Linked DNA regions of Pan troglodytes: region 1 is linked to region 2. The links are chromatin contacts, called in public Hi-C maps. All regions are on one chromosome and are shown on one strand. The core of a region is the stretch at or near the end of the contact, and the rest is flanking DNA. Distances in the headings are between cores, read along the strand shown.

Region 1 (7,810 bases), core at 3,654-6,153, 300 kb after region 2:
TGCCCGTCTCAGCCTCCCAAAGTGTGAGCCACCTCGCCCAACCAGAAATAATAAAATACACCTTAAAACATGAAATCATCCAGGTACAGTGGCCCACACCTGTAATCCCAGCCCTTTGGGAGGCCAAGGTGAGAGGATGACTTCAGGCCAGGAGTTCCAGACCAGCCTGGGCGACATAGCAAAACCCTGTCTCTACAACAGTGTTTTAAAATATTGGCCAAGCGTAGTGGCTTGCACCTGTAGTCCCAGCTACTTGGGAGGCTGAGGCAAGAGGATGGCTTGAGCCCAGGAGTTAAAGGTTGCAGTAAGCTGTGATTGTGCCATTATACTCCAGCCTGGGTGGCAGAGTGAGAAAACTTGTCTCTTAAAAACGGAAGGGAAAGAAAGAAAGAAGGAAGGGAGAGTGGGAAAGAAGAAAGGAAGGGAGGGAGGGAGGGAGGAAACTATTAACATTGGTTCTGTCTTTGTAGGTGCTTGGGATTAGATGAGGCAGAAATGAAGGGGGATTTCCTATTCCATTTTTTGTATTTTCATCATCTTGGCCTCTTTTGTGTGTTTTTAATCTTTATTTTTCCACGCACCTCGCTCTTCACAGAAATCTTTGCCTCTTTTGAAATGGGAATAGATTACCTGTGTATGCATTCTTTTAAAATTTCATTTAAATAGTTAGTAATTCTTTGCCTTTCAGCCCTGGAAAAAACTCGAACAGAATTATTTGACCTGAAAACCAAATACGATGAAGAAACTACTGCAAAGTAAGTCTCTCTGCTTGGCCTCCCTTATCCATACGCATTTCTCACCTGATTTTGCTTGAGTAGGGCAGGATCGAGAAGGTTCTTGACCTCTGTGCTGCTGCAGGGACACAGTGTATTTCCCATGAGTTACTTGCGTCGGTTCAATGCACGTTCTAGCACTCACTGGGTAATCCTTCCAACAAACTTCTTTCCTTCTTTATTGTGAAGGCTGGTCACTGCTATGCCTTCTGCCATGAAAATTTGGGAGTTAGTTTATATAAGATGTGACACATGGGACATTTTTTGTGTGGAGTTGAGTCTGGGTAAATCACATGTCTTTTTCCCTGGGCCACAGTTCTTCATTTCTCCCAGGGCCCTTTAGGAAGGCCTGCCCCAGAATAAGCACATTCCCACGCAGGCGTAGGGGTTCATGTCACACCTAACAACGCTAGGTGTGGATATACGGATAGACACAGATTCGGGCAGGCAGAGTCACAAAAGGCCAATTCCTACCCAGCTCTTGTCCAAAGGAAATTAGAGGTGTCCACTACAAGTGTACTTTTTACCCGCCCATCTTTCATGCAGAACACCAGCAAGGAAGAAATAATAATTGACGTAAATCATGAAAAGATGAAGAAATGGCAGAAATTGCTCCTAGCCATTGCCTCCTCTACCAAACTCCCGGGGAGCAATGCCAGACTAGAGTTTGAACCACTTTTTCCTGTTCTGGAAGGCTCTTCCCATCTTCCGCGGAAACACACACGCGTGCTTACTGCCATGTCTCTTGGGTTTCCCTATTCCAGTTACAAAGGTCCCCGCACTCTGCTCACACAGTGCCTCCGTGGGCATCGGCAAGAAGATGGGTACTTCTGAATGGCGCCGCTGTCCCACCAGGCTCCACCTCTGTATGGGGTGCTGGCACTTACTGTCCCTCTGCCCCATCTCACGTGACCTTGGGCTTTGAGGGTGCTGCTGGGTCTGTTGCTTTCAGGATGCTGTGTGGGGTTCTTGGCCCTTTGCTCTGGGTCGTTTAGTAGCCTGAGACCTCGAGAGCCCAGCTTCCTAGCCTGGTGGTCAGAATGGATTCTGATCATGAGTATGAAACTTACAAAGACTAAAACATCACCACTAGATCAGCTACTCTCTTCTCTCAATTACTGCTTGGACCTGATTAAGCAGCTTACTTACTTGCACTAAGTAAGTTGTTTTTCTCAGTAAATCTGATTTTTAAAACTTACTATATTTCACTGGGCATGGCAGTGTGCACCTGTAGTCCCAGCTACTTGGGAGCCTGAGGTGGGAGGATCATGTGAACCCAGGAGTTGAGGCTGCAGTGATCTGTGATCGTACCAGTGCACTCCAGCCTGGGCAACAGAGCAAGACCCTGCCCCTAAAAAATTTTTAAAAATATTGTTTTAGTTTTAAAAAACATGTCAGGGGCTGATTGTCCTTCACATAAAAATTAGCCCTGTCTCAGGACTGTAGCTGAGAGGGCAGTGGCTCTCTTGGGGTGTGCCCCACCTGCCCTCTGAAGTAAGAAACATTCTTGTCTCCCCAGTGGTGCCAGGCCGAGGGGTGTGGTGTGCACGAAGGGAGAGAGACTCACTCGGTTAGATGATAGGCATGGCTCAGAGATAATAGATTCATTCATTGATTCAACAGACATTCACAGAGGCTTCCTCTGTGCCTCGCCCTGTGCAAATTCTGAGACTGTTACGGCTCCATGGGGAGACAGGCCATTGCAATCCAGCATGCCCCAGTGCTGCAATCAAGGGGACAGGGCGCTGACGGTCAGCAGGTCAGACAGGGAGCCTGCAGGTGGCAGGCAGGGCACTCCCATTGGGATAGTCAGAAGAAAGTTTGGCAGGGTGCAGTGACTCACGCCTGTAATCCCAGCACTTTGGGAGGCCAAGGCAGGTGGATCACCTGAGGTCAGGTGTTCGAGACCAGCCTGGCCAACATGGCAAAACCCCATCTCTACTAAAAATATAAAAATCAGCTGGGCATGGTGGCGTGCGCCTGTAACCCCAGCTACTGAGGTGGCTGAGGCGGGAGAATCGCTTGAACTCGGGAGGCAGAGATTGCAATGAGCCGAGATAGCACCACTGCACCCGAGCCTGGGCTACAGAGCCAGACTCCATCGCAAAAAAAAAAAGGTCAATATTGGGCCTATTTGCAGAGGTGCAGTTCCTAGGCTCATAGTACTGGCAGGGCTTCCACGCCTGGGTTTGAATGAGCCACAGGGGGGAAAGGTAGCTAGAGCCTGAAGGTGAGGGCCCCCTCGAGGGGAGCCGTGGCCTTGGGGAGGGAAGAGGGACCCAGGGCAGCGCCAGGGAGCCCTTAACTGATCCCCTTTCTCCTCCCACCAGCCAGGGGAGCTGGGGAAGGGCATAGTACATCCCTGGCATCAGGGGAGCGCAGGGAAAGAATTGTCGAGGAAGCCTTCCTAAAGAGGGTGGTATGGGATTCGGGATTGGAAGATGAGTCAAGTCAGGTTTTGCAGAGGTTTGTGAAGATACAAGCCTGGCGAAGCCTGTCTTGGGGAGGACCTGCCAGAGGTTCCGAACGATTTGCCTGTGGGGTAGGATGGGGCAGCCTGGTGGAGCATTTCCCACATCAGAAACGGTCTGGACACTGACAAAGGCAGCCTAGGACCAACCACGTAATGTAATAGTTCCCAGAGTAAGTCATCCCCCAAAAATGCAGAGAATGGCCTGAGAAAATTGGATCTTGGCTACTTTCTTTTAACTTTGGAGGCCATGGGCTCATTCTGAGACCTCCCCCACTGCCTTTCCCTCCCCTTTTATTTTCCAGGACAGATTTGTCACTATTCCATCTGCTTCAAGTCCAACCTACATGTATTTTATTAGACCAGACACGTTTTCATTCATGTTTGTGAATATAAGCCCCTTGGGGCAAATCTTTTCACATATGGTCTTACAGCATTTCAAAAACAATTTATTTTCCCTCTTCTGAAGGAGGGATTCTTAGGGCCAGGCGCGGTGGCTCACACCTGTAATCCCAGCACTTTGGGAGCCTGAGGCGGGCGGCTCACTTGAGCCCAGGAGTTCAAGACCAGCCTGGGCAACATGGCAAAAGCCTGTCTCTACAAAAAATACAAAAATTATCTTGGCATGGTAGCTCCTAACTGTAGTCCTGGCTACTTATGAGTCTGAAGTGGGAGGATCGCTTGAGCCCAGGAGGTCGAGGCTGCAGTGAGCCTAATTATACCACTGCACTGTGACCTGGGTGACAGAGCAAGACCCTGTCTAAAAAAAAAAAAAAAAAAGGGATTCTTAAATATTTGTTGACGGGAATTGGAGAGGCATGAAGGAAGATGGGTTTTGGAGAAAGACTGACTTGGGAGTGATTCACTAGGGTCCACTACCAGCTCTCTGCGTGACCCTGAATGAGCTATGAGCTGTCCACCTCCCTTTCTGACCTGTACAATGGGCATACCGGAAGTCAAGTCACTGGGTGGTTTTTGTTGTTGTTGTTGTTGTTGTTGTTTTGTTTTGAGATGGAATCTTGCTCTGTCGTCTAGGCTGGAGTGCAGTGGCACGATCTTGGCTCACTACAACCTCCACCTCCTGGGTTCAAGCGATTCTCCTGCCTCAGCCTACCAAGTAACTGGGTTTACAGGCGTGCGCCACCACATCCAGCTAATTTTTGTATTTTTAGTAGAGACGGGGTTTCACCATGTTAGCCAGGATGGTCTTGATCTCCTGACCTCGTGATTCGCCCACCTCAGCCTCCCAAAGTGCTGGGATTACAGGCGTGAGCCACTGCACCCGGCATGCTAGGTGGTTTTGAAGAGGCAGGAATGGGATGTGTGTGTACAGCACCTGGCATGGTGAGAGTCTGAGGCTAAGCTGTCGAGAGATAGAAGCTATTCCCAGCAAGCTCAGAGCAGGGCGTGGTATGCGTTTCTGAAATTAACGGCCTTGGAGGAAATTGACTTTCACCGCATCACCACGACGGACTGGGCTCACATTGTCTGTCTGTCGTGGGGAGGTGTCACAGGGTACCCATCCCTCTCCCCTGTTTTGGAGAGAAGCCCGCAGGTCTGTGGCACTGAGGCTGCTCCGAGACCCCGGTTTATCGTGAGCAGTCATCGCCATGCGTCAGCTGGGACAGCACGGGCTGACTGTGGCAGAGACAACGGCAGTAAAGTTTTCCATGTGTAGGCTTGAAGCAAAATGTAATTAGCCTTTATGTGCAGAACAAGGGCCCATTGATGAATACAGCTGGTCTTTGTTTTGTCCTGTCGTTGAGAGTGGGAGGTAAAAGTGTTCTTCTTCATGTTTATTAATGCAAGATTCCTTAGACAAATGGCAAGCACAGTTTAATATTTGTTGGAACATGGGGGCTTTGCCAAAACAGTTGTTGTGTAAAAGGATTGCAAGGTTTCCGATTATAACCATTTCTGGGTTAAATAAATGAATTATTTCTGCCCTTTTTTTCTTTTTTGAAATTTTTTTAGAGTCAGGGTCTCACTGTGTTGCCCAGAGTGGTCTCAAACTCCTGGCCTCAGGTGATCCTCCCGTCTTAGCCTCTCAAAGTGCTGGGACTACAGGCATGAGCCACTACGCCTGACATTCTTTTTTCTTTAGTTAAAAACATAGCTCCTTCTCAGATGGTCACCCTGTGTACGGATCTTCCCGCTTCTCTTAGCAAATGGAGATTTACCACCCTAATAGCCTTAACCTTGGAGACTCTAGCAAAGGAACGTGCTGTGGATTTTAACATCTAAACAATTCCTTGGGATGGATGGCTGTGGAGGTGGCAGATCCCTGGAATCACGCAGCAGTAGGCAGCCCAGAGAGAGGCCTGGGCATCCCTCACTGCCCCAAGTTCCTGCATCCGTCTCCTGCAGCTGTTCACTTACTTGATCTTGGGTTTGGGTTGCTACTGCACCCTCCAGCAGGAATGTCGCCCTCCCAGCCAAGCGGCTAGTGTTCTGGGCAAAAATGCAGGAATTCCCATTTTTGCTGAAGTCCACGATCCTATGCCCTGTCCCCAAGAATCTGGATTGGAAAAGGAGTTCCAGCTGCAATACACACAGTCAGCTTCTTGCATTCCTCCCCACTCGTGGGCCGAGGCACTGAGCCTCGATGAAAGAAAATATTGAATCACACTGAAATACTACATTTTTTATAGCTAATGTTAGTCTTAGGAGAATTTGCATCTCCCAAACCTTTCCTGCCAGTAAAATTCGTATTTCTTAAGGTTACTCATGTTGTATTCCTAGCCTATATGCTTTTTTCAAAGAACGACATTGTGTATACACATACTTACATAGTATGGTTACAAAAGAGACATTTACGAGGAACTTCACTTAGGTTAATTTTAGAGTATTTTCTTTATAACATGTATATAACCAGTACTTTATCACAAAATACAACGTGCTCTGAAACAGCAGAAAACTTTCCCGTAGCTAACTCAGCATTGGGGAACCTCTACGCTTCTTTGGAGGGATAGAGAACTCCAGATCCCAAAGGAGGACATAAGACAGAATTTGAAAAGGGGAGGAGGCTGGGCATGGTGGCTCACGCCTGTCATCCCAGCACTCTGGGAGACTGAGGTGGGAGGATCACTTGAGCCCAAGAGTTCGAGACCAGCCTGGGCAACATAGTGAGACCCCACCTCTACCAAAAAATACAAAATTTAGCTGGGCATGGTGTTGTGCCTTTAGTTCCATTTACTTGGGAGGCTGAGTTGGAAGGTTCGCTTGAGCCTGGAAGTTCCAGCGTGTAGTAAGCTATGATTGCATCACTGTACTCCAGCCTGGGTGACAAAACGAGAGCCCATCTCTAAAAATAATAATAATAATAATTTTTAAAAGGAGGGGAGGAGGATACCAGCAGTTCAAGACACAAGTCTGCATGGCAAATGTGGGTGGGATGGATACTTTATTTTATTTTTTATTTTTTTGAGACAGGGTCTCTCTTAGTTATTCAGGCTGGAGTGCAGTGGTGCGATCATGGCTCACTGCAACCTCCACCTCCCGGGTTCAAGTGATTCTTCTGCCTCAGCTGCTGGAGGAGCTGGGATTACAGGCTTGTGCCACCATGCCTGGCTAATTTTTGTTTTTTGGGTTTTTTTTTTTTTGTTTTTTGAGACTGAGTCTCGCTCTATTGCCCAGGCTGGAGTGCAGTGGCACGATCTTGGCTCACGGCATCCTCCGCCTCCCGGGTTCAAGCGATTCTCCTGCCTCAGTCTCCCAAGTAACTGGAATTGCAGGCATCTGCCACCACACCCAGCTAATTTTTGTATTTTTAGTAGAGACGAGGTTTCACCATGTTGGCCAGGCTGGTCTCGAACTCCCAGACTCAAGTGATCTGCCCGCCTTGGCCTCCTGAAGTGCTGGGATGACAGGTGTGAGCAGCTGGGATGGATACTTTGTTTACATACTGTTCTGGACTATTTCACAATGATTTCCTGAGTGTTATCTTGTTTGCCCTTTCCTGAAGTCATTGGGGCAGCTTTTATTGTGCTCACTGCATGGATGAGGAAGCAGTCCCAGGAACACGCAGAGTCAGGCCCTGGACCTGGTCCTTTAGGCTCAAATTCCAGTGCTTTTTGCTTGAGACCACGGCGGTCTTCAAAGCCCCTTTCTGGTGCCAGCTTTGTAATCAAGCAGCAAAGGTGAGGGCTAGTCAGGTGAAGGCAGGCGTTCCCGGGGGGTTCAGCCTTTCCCAGCCTCACAAGCCCCCGTTGTATTTACCATAGCAGATCGATTTTTCCCTTTTTGAACAATAATTCCTCATGAAAGACTCACAGAACTGGGGCCAGGTAGAGCCCGGTTGAGTAAACCTGAGAATCACCCAGCTGTCTTGACCATCATATTTAGACAAATATTGCATCCCCTGATTGAATTTGAAAGGGACAACTTAAGCATCCTGAAAACAGAGTCTGTCTGCTGTACCTTTAAGAATGTAAAATTTTCTATTTCCTGTCTTTTTGATGAGTCATCAGTTTCCAGTACGAGTTGCTGTAATTACCCTGGTTGGATTAATTTCCCTAAAAATAGAGAAGCAGCCACTTTTATGGTTTTCAGAGTATGGACTTGAATA
Region 2 (6,896 bases), core at 1,307-3,806:
TCTTTGGAAATAAATACAATTTGCTTTTATTCTGTGTCTATACTTGCTCAAGAAAATTAAGTGCACTTTAAAAAGTTTTTTTTAGGTCTCTGCTGTTTCACTCAACGCAGATAACTTTTGATCAGTGGTTTATTTTGAATGAATTTCTTTTTACAAAGTAACGTTTTATGGTGCTGGTGAAAGTTATTCTAAACTCCTCCCTTCCCACCACCCCCTGCAGAGAGCAACAAGGTTTATGTAACCCAAAACTTTGGTGGGAGAACTCAACTGTATTTAAATAGAGGTAACCTCTGGGCCATCCAATATAGTGTGTCTGTACTAAGTCAGGTTAGCATGTAAATAATATAAATATAACCAGAAATGTAACAACGGTATTTAATAGTCATCAGATTTATTTCTAAAATATTGCCATGGATTCAGAATACTGAATTCCAACCAGATGTATTTCGGGAGTATTACACAGGTCATATATATTTCACTTTTTTGATTTAAACCCAGGGGATCTACACGATAATTAGATTGAGAACATCTGCATCAAATCCAAACCATTTCCCTGATCCTTCCTTGAGCCTTCCCCATGGGAGGGATTTCTTTTTTTTTTTTTTTAAGCCCCTGCATATTTTATTTGTCTAGCCACCTTTAGCGCAATTCCTAGGTCTCGCCTGCCTGCCACCGCAGAAATAGACATGCGAGGGGAAGGCGGAAGCACCCCCCCTACCCCCGCCGCCTCCCCGAGTGTGCAGGCATCCTTAGAAGTCGCATTTCCCCGGGACAGGAGTGTCCCTCGGTGGCAATGCCGCTTCCCGCCAGAAGCCTGACTCCAGGACAGGGCGTGGCCAGGCGCGGGGGCCTGGGCGCGCCGGTGGGCACGTGCGCGGGGACCCGAGGACCCGAGTGTCGGGGCGCCGCTGCCCTCTACCGGGCGGCGCGGTCGGAGCTACAGCGCGGCGGCCGGCCGACTGAGCGCGCGGGCCGGGGCGCCCCACACGGAGGCAGCCCTTGGCCACCCGAGATCCACAGTGCCCTGCTCTGCGCGGCGTCACCGCATCTAGGATGGAGGCTCGCAACGTGCCCCCCGACGCCAGCGCGCTCCCACCCACCGGCGAGTCAAGGTTGCGTTGGGGAGGCAGTGAACCCCGTTCCCGACATCAGGGGCCTCCCCTTGGGGAAACTGAGGCCCCTGGCCAGCAGCGCAAGACCTGGGGACACGCGTGTTCTCTAAATCTTGGGACTTTCATTTCCAGCCTCTTCTTCCAAAAATGCCGAATTCACTGCGCCAACCCTCGAACTCACTTGAAAAGCAATTGTTTTCCACTTGCGCGTTTTATTTTGTATCCTATACAGATTTTATTTACGTATGCATTTTGAGATTAAGGAATTTGGGGACTTGTTTTAACTAATTACTCGTTCAGTGAAGTACGGGAGAGTCAAAGAACAGTATTCCTACTGGAAACTCCAAGTCACACGTGTGTATAATCAATGAAAGATGACGATCATAAAACGTGTGCTTTCGCCAGCTTTCCGCGAGGAGAGAAATCAAAAGAGAATTTATTTTTTGGTTTGCATTTTAGCATTTCTGTAAACTTGGGACCGCGCTTTCCGTTTTCAGTGAGTGCACCCACACTTTCCAACTTTCTGCGCCCAAAGTTGCAACAAACCAAGGTGTCTGAACCACAGGAAGTTTCTTGGGCTGTTCCGCTGAAGCGGCGCGGGGGGACACAGAACTGGGCTCCCAGACTTTTCCTGTCGTGGCCTAAACTGGAACGGCTTGGGCGAATGGGGGCTGCCGGGACCCCCAGCGCTACCGCCGTTGGGGTGGGTTCGGGTGCGACGCTGGCACCGCCGCTGTCCGGGTGGGGGGCATCCACGCGCGCGGCCCCCTGAGAGGGTCAGGGCTGTTTCCCCCTCAACTCCACTCCTCCAAACATCCCACGCTGTTCTGGTCGTGTCGGTGTCCCCGTCCTCGCTGGGCGCAGAGGGATCAGAGTGTTGCCGTCCACCGTCGGGGCGCCTCCCACGCACGCTGCTGCGGGGGGTCTGGGCCACGCAGGGGTCGGGTGTGGGGGGTCCCGGGCAGGTGGTAGCGGCGTCTCCGCGCTCTGTACACTAACCACTACAGGGGCGCTCCGACGTTCCCCCCAACCGGAGTCTTGAAGGCGCTGCGCTCGGCCACTGCGGGTGATCGCGATCCCTGCGGGAGACCCCCCCGCAGCCCTCCCCAGGTGCGCGGTGCCGGGGGACCCCGGGCGCTGCCCTCCAGCGCCCCCTCGGGGCCGGGTCTGTGGCCGGCGCGACCGCGGACTTTGGGGGGGGTTGTCCCGAGGGGCGGGGGTCGCCGGCCGGCCCGCGGAGGGGAGGGGGAGGGCGGCGGTGGGGGGGTTGGGGGAGTAGGGGCCGGGGCCGCGCGCGCGAGGCCGGGCCGCGGCCGCCGCGCCCTGGGGCTGCGACTCCGGCTCCGGCTCGGGCTCGCCATGGCTGCGGCGGCGCCGTGAGGAGGAGTCCGCGTCCTCGGTGGCGGCGGCGGCGGCCGGCTCCAGGCCGGGTTTTGGCGCCGCCCGCCTGCTGCCTCCTGGCGGCTCCTGAACTCCAGCCCCCTCTCTATCAGCCGCTCACTCCGTCTCAATATGTCTCAAGATGGCGGCCAATGTGGGATCGATGTTTCAATATTGGAAGCGCTTTGATTTACAGCAGCTGCAGGTCAGGCTCCTCCGCGCTCGGCCTCGCGCCCGGGGGTGGGGGCTGCGGGCGGTCGCGGCCTCCGCCGGGGGCCCCGGGCTGGCCCAGCCGCCGGGGGGCCCGCGGCGGCGGGGAGGAGGGGGGTGCCGGGCACCGCGGGGCCGAGTCGGGGCCGAGTCCCTCCCGCTCCCCGGCCCCCATTGATCACTCGCTTGATCGGAAATTGATCCTCTTTGTTCAATTCATCGATCAGCCCAAGATGGCGCCGGGAGCCGCCGCCGCCACCACTGCCCCCGGTGTCTGCCCCCACCCCGGGCGCCCCCCCGGGCCCCGCGCCGCCGCCGCCGCCAGCGCCGCCGCCGCCGTTGCCGCCGCGGGACCGGGGAGGGGGCGGCCCCGGCGGCCCGCGGGGCGCGCGCGCGAGCGGGGAGCGGGGAGCGGGCGGCGGGGGGCGGGCGGCGGCGGGCGCCGGGAGGGGGCCGCGGCCCGGCGGTGGCGCCCGCCCGCCCGCTCGCCCCGCGCCCCCGGCCCGCCGTATTCCCGGGGAAAGTTTGTGGGGAGTTGCTGCGGGGGGTGAAGCGCCTGCCTCTCCAGGAGGAGCCGCCGCCACTGCCGCCGGCGCGGCGGAGCTGGGGCTGGTGGCGCTGTGGTGCCGCCGGCTCGGGGGAGGGTCAGAGCGGCCACCGGCGGCGGCGGCGGCGCGGCCCGGCTCCGGCCAGGCGGGCGGGTGGCCGGGCGGGCGCCCGCGCTCCCTACCCCCGGCCGGCCCCGGCCGCCGCCTCCGGCTGTCACCGGCCCGGGCCGCGCCGCCGCTCCGGCACCCCGCGTGTGGCTCCCGGCGCGGACCCCCGGGTTTGTTTACGTCCCGGGGAGCGCCCCGGGGCCACCCGCGCACCTCGCGGCCGCCCCTCTCTTTTGTGTGCCTGTGTCGGTGACGCGGACCTGTTCCTCCGTGGCGGACCCCCGCGGGGGCTCTTTGGGGAAACTTGGCGAGGGGCGCGGGGGTGCCCCGCGCGCAGTGTCGCTGGGTCCCGGTGTCCCGGACCGCCGGGTGCGGGCGCGGGAGGAGGAGGCTGCAACTTTCCCCGAGCGCAGGCCCCACGCTGTTCCCCCGGGTGCCCGGGCAGTGTACGCTGCCTCCCCGCCGCCGGTCCGAGCCGCGATCGCCGCGCGCCTGGGGGCTCCGGCGGCCTCCGGTGACCTGCGGCGCCCGATCCCTTCCTTGCCTCCCCTCGGGGCTTCTGCCCTCTCTGCAGGGCCCGCCATGGAGCGCGCGGCGGGTGCGCTCGGAGATGCCTTCTTGGGCCGGGTTCTCGAAAGCAGAGCCCCGGGGGCCCGTTGGGACCGTGGCGTGCCGGGCGGTGGTCCGCGCGCGGAGTCCCCGGCGCCGCGGGGGGACCGTGCCGGGGCTCCCCGGCCCGCGCCCGAGCCGCCGCCGTGCCCAAGGGGCGAGTGCCTGCCTGCCACCCCCCGTCCGGAGGAGCGGCGCACCCTTAGGGTCCGCCCCGCACGTGCCAGCTCGGCGCCCGCGGCGCCCGGACAGCCCCGGGACTCTGCCAGGTGGATGTTGTGCGTAGCCGGAGCCAAGTTGAAGGTGAGCGGCGTGTGGGCCAGAAGTCCCGAGATTGCAGGCGCGAAGGGAACCGGGGATGTCGGGGGGTGCCCGGGTCCCGCGGCTTAGAATGCTCTAGGGCGGCCTGGTGCTCTGGGAGGGGATAGGAGGGTTCCTCAGGGCCCCTGGGGAACTGCAGCTGCTCCCAACTGCTAAGGTGTGCGTGAAGATAAACTTGGCTGAACTTTCCTAACCTGGAGGACTGGTGACAGTGACCTACCGCAATACCTTTGGGAGCAAAGCTCGAGATGCAGGCTTGTATGAAACGAAGCGGGTTGGATTAAAACATATTTAAATGGAATCTGACAACTTTAATTGTATATGCTTGTTTTCTGCTCTTGCCTACTAAGAACGATAAAGCCGAGTCATAGTCGTTATGAAATTTCCTGAAATTTCTCGCTTAACTAGGAAGAAGACTATGCGAAATATGTATTTCCGATAAGATTAAAACTTAAAGGAGTTTAAGTATTTATTGACTAAAATAGATTACTCCAAAGTGTCTATTGTGTAAATTAGATTCCTGGATGTAATGAACACAGCCGAATGGCATTTTTGATAAATTGGTCTACCCTGTTTTAGTAAAAATAGCTCCCTTTTACCATAATTTAATTCCTGTGCTTACTGTAAAACCCGTTGTGGAGTTTTAAGGACAAACCTTATTATTATTATTTTTCTCTCTTGTCTTCCTAAATGTGACATCCTAGCTTAATATCAATGAAGTGTCTTTTTTAAAGCATCCTGGCAAAATTGCCTGGAAAATGGATTTGGTTTCTAGAGTTACTAGATTTTAAGAACTCTAAACCTTCCTGTCCCCCATATTAGCTACTTCTTCAGGGGATCAGGGCTCCAGGGTTCCATCGAAAGTTTCCATGTCAGTTTACTTGCACTTTATGTGGATATTAAGAAGAAATCAAAACCAAACCCCAAAACAAAGTCCCTTATTTGAACGTCATTCCTCTTTACTCCTTTGCTTTTGGTGGTTGCTAACGATTTGGCCTTAGATGATTTCCTATGGGTTTGCAAACTTCAGTCGAATACAGAATGTCAAAGTTCAAGTCTCAGGCCAATCTGGTTCTTTCTCTGGGCCGTGAGGAGGCCTTTGGAGTTGGTGTCTGGTTAATTCCCACCGATAGTCAGTGAGTCAATAGAACGAGTTTGGGAGAGAATTCATTAGTTCCAGATTTTTCTCATTTTTCCAGACCTCTTTATACTGAGATTGGGTTGCCACCTGGGGGTAAAGAGGCTGATCGGTCTTTGCAGAGAGAAATCCAGGTTGGAGACGTCAGCAGGTCCAGGTGAGGTTGGGCCGTTCCGCAGTTCTGCAACCCTGGCTCACTGGGTTCTTGTCCCTCGGCTTCCTGGGTCTTGAAGCTGCTGCCTTGGCACAGGAGTGTGTGCTCAGGAAGAGAGTTTCTGAAGATTGTGTTTTATTCCGTTTCCTTTTTAGCCCCAAAGGCTTGTGGTATGGAAGTTTCAGTGCTTTGGTATTGCTAAGACTAGTTGGACAAGTTTTTTATCCTATCTCAGACTTGTAAAAACCAGGTTTTCTTTTCTTTTTAAATAAGAAAAGCACTGTTGTATAAATTTGTCTTTTAAATACATATTTGAAAGGAGGACACTTTCTAAGACAAAGCTCATGGCACTCTGTATGTTAGTGGAGCTTTGAACTCTTTGGGATGGGGCCCGCCAATGACTGCCTTCCCTTTGGGACATTATTCCCACATGGTGACCAGCCTTCCCCTTTAAGCAGCCTCTGCAAAAGTGAACTTGAAAAGTCGCCTTCTTTTTCAGAATCAAAAAACAATTTCAGTTTTGCTGAAAGTCCATTTTCTGATGGCTTTTTTCTCCCTTTTGTGGAAGTGTGTATGTTACTGGCTGTCCAGTACTGTTTGCCATAATAAGTATATTATTTTAATTAAAATGTCCCATCTAGTACCCTTTATAAAAGAACAGTTCAAGAAATTACACCACTGCTGCTCCTGCTTTTGTTTTCTTGGTTCTTTTAATATGGGTGTCTTTGAGGTTGGATGTGGGAAGGGGTCATTGGCAGTTGGTTTAAGTTTTTTCCTATGTGAAACTCTTTTTTTCCTTAAAGGTGCAAGTGGTGAGTTAATGCAACAACTCCTGGTACAGTTGAGACCACAGAGAGCCCTTTGACTACATCCTCGGCTTCGTGTATCTTCTGTCAGTAGTTAGCCAACCTAAGAAAGCTGAAAGGGCCAAATAGTCCAATACCTTCAGGAATGATTCTCTCCTGAATCCACTGAGCTAACCTTAAAAATGCAGTCTGGTGAACTGTGCTGAGCCTAAAACCTTTAATGGCTATTTAAAAAGTCTCCTGTTTTTGTACAATTAAGACAAACCCACCAGGGTTTATATGGGAGCTGTGAAGGAACAGTAGTTTGTGCTCTCTGATTCCCTTCTGGGTCTACCTGTAGCAGTAAACAATCAAAACCACTCCTGAGGCTGTACTCACTTTCTGTGTCTTAGGAGAGAAAACAAGACTAGAAGTAGAAAATCCACATTTGTTTCAGCTCCTCTGTAATGCCCCAGGAACGTCTGTTTTTAGTGAAATGAAGGAAGGACACGTTTGTTAGGGGAAAACTCA

Evidence for each region. A called contact is a pair of places that touch in the nucleus more often than the background predicts.
Region 1: a contact with region 2 is called in a Hi-C map of stem cell-derived neural progenitor cells, with 4 times the contacts expected there. The contact joins the enhancer-like site here to the promoter of CUX1 in region 2. A contact is called at or near these places in 1 of 7 Hi-C or Micro-C datasets (stem cell-derived neural progenitor cells) and 1 of 1 datasets of contacts at active chromatin or transcription factors (stem cell-derived excitatory neurons).

Annotation. Positions count from the first base shown.
Region 1 is chr6:111,662,353-111,670,162 of NHGRI_mPanTro3-v2.0_pri, forward strand. CUX1 (cut like homeobox 1) reads left to right here. Exons shown (of 23, transcript XM_054656169.2): 8 at 689-755. Among named protein-coding and RNA genes, the nearest start is that of SH2B2, 170 kb to the right of the region's middle. Within about 2 kb of position 4,904, at least 10 of the 24 cell types and tissues checked have an H3K27ac peak or open chromatin away from gene starts, as enhancers often do. A contact at or near this core is called in stem cell-derived neural progenitor cells, where this site is marked.
Region 2 is chr6:111,361,636-111,368,531 of NHGRI_mPanTro3-v2.0_pri, forward strand. CUX1 (cut like homeobox 1) reads left to right here and starts at 2,557. Exons shown (of 23, transcript XM_054656169.2): 1 at 2,557-2,697. The coding sequence starts at 2,635.